2 separate regions of the Bicyclus anynana genome follow, and region 2 is linked to region 1. The links are chromatin contacts, called in public Hi-C maps. All regions are on one chromosome and are shown on one strand. The core of a region is the stretch at or near the end of the contact, and the rest is flanking DNA. Distances in the headings are between cores, read along the strand shown. Region 1 has its middle 12 kb from the start of LOC112054591. Region 2 overlaps LOC112054591 (homeobox protein homothorax).

Region 1 (2,700 bases), core at 95-2,594:
TTTTTAATGCATGTGTGTTGCAGTTGCTGGTGTTCTAACGCAACCTTTGGTAAAGAGGGAGGGTAATAATGATGAAGATGAGACCATAAGCTTATGATGAAGATGAGACCATAAGGTTGCGTAAACTATAAAAAATGAACGTATAGGTAACTCATTAAATATGCTAATATTTCATCACGACGTTTGTCAAATTTGAACAAAATCAAGACCGTAGAGCTGTTGTTAATCTGAACGTATCATTTGGCGGGAATTAGAGCGGGAGAAAAAATAAAGGATAATTATACCGGCTTGAGCTCTGCGTCTACATTTGTTAAGATTTGGGCGAGCTGGCACACTATGGAGACGGCTTTTTATAAAGTAGGGATATTCTTTGTTATTTTGATGAAGGGATATGTACCTACAAGGATCGTAGCAAGTTCGGTTCATCGGACATGTTCGGTGTTGCATGGACTTAAATACGAAATACGAAAACTTACGGTTTCTACGCGGCATCGTACCGAAACGCTAATTCACTTGGCGTACCAGCAAAGAGTCCATACAGGCCGATTCCCGCAGGAAAAAAAAATAGGTATGTATGAGAAACCGGAGTTTGTATCAAGCGATATGAATTTCCTTTTTTTTGGGACGGCTTATTTTCGAAATCTCAAGCTGACCCGTTCTGGGAATCGAATGCAGAACATTTTTGTTGAGTGCCACAGCACTACGGTCGAAAGTTACTGTTTTGGCTCCAATTCTCAGTAGATCATTCTTAACTGATAGTACGATTTGAATTGATTTTGGTTAGTTGTATGTGTAGTAAAGATAGAATAAAAAAAACAATAACAGTTAGGAATAAGGTTAGTCTATGTTACATCGGATCATGAGACCGTGGATTCTAGTTTTGGTCTACGGAACACATTATACTTTCTTTCTTTGAAAAAAATCTTAGTAAAAATTTTCAACCTGAAGTAGGGAATTTTTTTTTTTGGTTGTTTTACACCCCCGTGCCTCTCAGAACGCGTTCAACCATCGCTCAACCATTATCATTGGAGCAGATGGTGGGTTTAGCCACTAATAGTAATTTACTTATGGATAAATGCATAACCTTAATAGAAGATCATTAAAATGGTTTGTCTATTTTAATGATAATACGGAATTAGTTCTTTAAGGTTCCGCAATAATTACATACAAAAAATAAACCCTTGAAAGATCACTCGCGTGTCCGTCTGTCACGTTAATTTTTCTTACGGCTTTCATATAACATATATAAAATATATATGTTATATGAAAGCCGTCTCCACACTGTGCACGCAGCACAGATGCGCGCGCACATGTCTCGCCGCACCGGGGCTCCACTCCGCCCGGATTAGACGCACAAACGCACAGACGCACAGTTTGTGATCTAACAACTAATACACTCATTTGACAAGGATTATTGCGTCTCATTATATATTGTAGCATTTAGTTCCAAGAGCCGATGGACGTCAGGTTTCCAAGGCGTTGGCTGACTCTAGGTTCGTTCGTTCGTTATCAACCCATATTCGGCTCACTGCTGAGCTCGAGTCTCCTCTTAGAATGAGAGGGGTTAGGCCAATAGTACATTAGGCGGATTGGCAGACATCACATACGCCGAGAATTAGGAAAATTCTCTGGTATGCAGGTTTCCTCACGATGTTTTCTTTCACCGTTTGAGACACGTGATATTTCATTTCTTAAAATGCACACAACTGAAAAGTTGGAGGTGCATGACCTGGACCGGATTCGAACTCACAACCTCCAGAATCAGAGGCGGAGGTCATATCCACTGGGCTATCACAGTTCCAGACTGTCTCTAGGTGACTAGACACAATTACCAACTTACTATAGTAGGTACTAATTTAATAAATAAATAATAATAAAAAAATACTAATGTTTTATTTGTTTTGTAGAAGAAGCTTTGAGTGCAATAATTTTTTTTTTCATTAGATGACCCGGTTAAAAAAAATTGTCATGTAAAAAATGTATGGAACTGAAGTGTACCATGATTTTAAAAACTTCTACACATAACACAGTTTTGTAAATAAAACTTGTGTCTACTCGTTGTATTTACAAAGGCTAGTAAAAATCCCGAAAAATCTCTTTAGTTTTTTATTTACGCCTAACTCTATCACCACAATGTAAAATTGGTGCCAAAATGTTGGTACATACTAATTTTATTTCATCGAGTGTAGGTACATTGAAATAAACAAAGAAAATGGCTAAATTTCTAATTTAGTAAATTTTTTAGGATTAACCCGAGAAAGATAAGATTGCTTTTTTGCCTTTTGTAATTTCTGAAGTGAAACACGTAAGATACGGCTGATACGATAAATACGACCCTGGAAGGAATAGTTGTAGAATAGGGATGATAACAGTTTTTTTTTAATTGTATATAAATTAAGAGTACGCTAATAGTAAAGCAATTTTGTAAAAGGAGCAAGGTATCTGCGATCATTACTTTCGGAGCTACAGGGATTTAAAGAGTCAGATTTGCGGCGCTGTCGCGGATCCCTGAAAAACGCCCCATACATAATGGCACGAATTAATGACGTCGTAGATACTTAATGATCGTTAGATTTGTATGTGCGTTCAAACAAAATTACTAATATCTTTGTTATTTGTGCGTTTATGTTTATAGTTCACATATTAAAAAATGTCACATTTAATGTAAGGAAGCTAAAACTGTATGAATTTTCATCTAAT
Region 2 (2,700 bases), core at 8-2,507, 380 kb before region 1:
TTTCTGCGTGTGTGAAGTCTGCCAATCCGCATTGGGCCAGCGTGGTGGACTAATGGCCTTACCTCTCTCATTCTGAAAGGAGACTCGAGCTCAGCAGTGAGCCGAATATGGGTTGACGTAAACGAATTTAAATATTTCACATGGACAATAGTAAGTAAATAGGTATGTAGATAGGTATATATAGATGGACAGCATCGAATAGGTTCCACCAACATCACGCGACCGCATCGGCTCACAATTGAATCGGTTACAAACGGAACAAATTGGTTAATTAAACATGTTTTGAGTAATTTGAGCACATCGAGCAATTTGAGCAATTTGAGCAATTTTCGTATCATGGCGCCGACGCCTGAGTGACGGCGGGTCACGCTTCACGGTCACGATCAAACTGCATCGCGGCTGGTCTAGTTGATGGGGAGTAACACATTTTATAGAGTAACTGTAGATCCGCGCGATTTCACCCGTATAATTCTGATTCCTTTGGGATACAATACAGCCTATACTAGCGGACGCTCGCGACTTCATCTGCGTGGAATTCAGTTTTTAACAAATCCCACATTTTAAAATAGTACCTACCAGTAATTTCAAAATTATATATCAAATCCCTTTATAATATTACTTTAGATAAAGTTTACAAATCTTTAGTTAAGTAATCTGTCTCATATTGTATTTGAAGTTTTAAATTTTTATTACCTGTCTGTTGTATTTTCCTCCTTTTCCAGCTCTATAAAGGCCTTAACCTTTCTACTCGGTGAGATTATTGGCGTCTTAAAATTTATTTTAATCCCGCATAATTGACCCGGTCGGGGAATCAAACCTTGGTCTTTCCAGTTCATACATGGGAAAACACATATGAATGGAATGGAAACTAAAGATCTTTAATGAAAAATGTATAAATTTTTTTTATTCCTAATAAACTGAAACATATTTTATCGATGACTTATTTAATTTAGCTAAATTATAAAACGCCGTTTTTTACAGGTATTCACAGGTATGATAATAAAAAGAAAACATTACTCGAAAACCTATTCGGACATGTGCAAACATACCTAAGGATTAATAATAAAACAGGCAACACCTCAAACGAATCTCCTAACCAATTCCCACTTACACGTTTTTCTCTAGATTTCCCAACCGCCTTGGCGTTTCCTCGGCGCTAGAATAAAAAAAAATGGAAAGCCACCCTCTCGCTCGTACGCACTGCACGTTGCACTTGCGATTATCGCCTTTTCACTCTTTTGTTTCGTTGTCGACAGTGAGCTCCGCCCATTTGTAAAATCGACTGGCCGTCCTTGCACCTGTCTCTTTCACGTCCATCTGATTTATGTGAGTGCGAGCGGGCTTGATCGATGCTTTGTTTTTCCACTTCGACTGTCCGCAAAAAAGGAAAACGACGGATTAGGTTCTGCGTAAACGTTATAACTGGGTGTAAATTCTGATAATGTCTCGATCTGGCGGTGTTTGGGTGTTTGGGTGTTTGGCTGCGTTTTGTTTAAACATTTATCGCCAATTTTACGATTAGTAGGTATTGTTGTATTACGTTACGGGTTAGGGTTGATTTATGTTTCATTTTCATTTCTTTTAACGAAGGATTATGCCTTATTTTTTAAAATATTGTCCTCAGAAATATAAAAACGTTTTGTAATATCCATTTTGGTATTTCATTCATTAAGAAGGTTATCTTTTTTTAAATAGTAACTTGGTACCTTCTTAGAAAACATTTTTCTTTAATTGAATCTGGTGCCTCAGAGCCCACATCTGAACTGTGGTTACTTACCATTATACCATTATAGCATTATAACTAATAGTGACTCACCAGACATAAATTTCGTTTATGAATGTCCTCTATCTACGAAAAATTGGAAATTATTCACAAAAATAAAAATTGTCGTGTCCAAAAATCACTGCTCATTCGATCGATTGGAAATGGTCAAATGACTATTGTCGATGGTTCTATCTGTCCATCTATAAATCGCAAATTGTTTATGGTCGGAAAAAAGTCCCAGAATTAAGACTTCAAGGCGAGTTTGGGGAATGGCGGCAAAAACCGACGCGCAGTTGACAAGTTGAGAAATATCATGGCGGCTTTTTGGCGGGAACGCATTCTAATCAAAATAGTTTACGCGTCCACCTTGGGTTGGTATCTACGCCATTGTTTATTTACCTAAATCAAAAATAGAGAACTAAGTTTTCTTTTATTTTCCGATTCGCGACCACTCTATCGTGGGAACGTTATTTTTTTTTGTTTGGCTGTTTTGTTTTTTTTTTTAAATCGACACCTAGCATTTTGCTTTGGATGTCTTGAGATACAAAGATAAGGTGGTTTTGAGAACAGCTTTAGGTATAGCAGTCAGTATAGACCGATCGTTGCTTGTATTAAATGGTGAAAGTATAAAGCGTAGGTAGGTACCTACCTGAGAAGGATACGACAAGAATTAATTATTTTAGAATTTAAACTGAGTATTATTAAAACTCACGTGATACAACGTCGGAGTATACCCGACTAGTTTCAAACCCATACGGGGTCCTTAGTCATGAACCTGTTCTTGCAACGCGGCACGATCCAAACTGTTCATCAAAATACTCAGGCATACGCATACTCCAAGGCTGTATCAAGTGAGTTTTAGCCGTGTTTCATAATAAATCGTTAAGAAAGAAATTCTATATTAAAAAAAAAGTTCACGTATGGGAACTCCTTGA

Evidence for each region. Hi-C and Micro-C count contacts between places; a contact is called where the count stands out from the background.
Region 2: a contact with region 1 is called in a Hi-C map of whole larva, with 7 times the contacts expected there. The contact joins two enhancer-like sites. A contact is called at or near these places in 2 of 2 Hi-C or Micro-C datasets (whole body and whole larva).

What each region holds. Positions count from the first base shown.
Region 1 is chr21:13,210,730-13,213,429 of ilBicAnyn1.1, reverse strand. No RefSeq gene overlaps it. Among protein-coding and RNA genes, the nearest start is that of LOC112054591, 12 kb to the left of the region's middle. Within about 2 kb of position 1,344, at least 2 of the 8 cell types and tissues checked have open chromatin away from gene starts, as enhancers often do.
Region 2 is chr21:13,590,593-13,593,292 of ilBicAnyn1.1, reverse strand. All of the region lies in intron 11 of LOC112054591 (homeobox protein homothorax), which reads right to left. Among protein-coding and RNA genes, the nearest start is that of LOC112054612, 94 kb to the left of the region's middle. Within about 2 kb of position 1,257, at least 8 of the 8 cell types and tissues checked have open chromatin away from gene starts, as enhancers often do.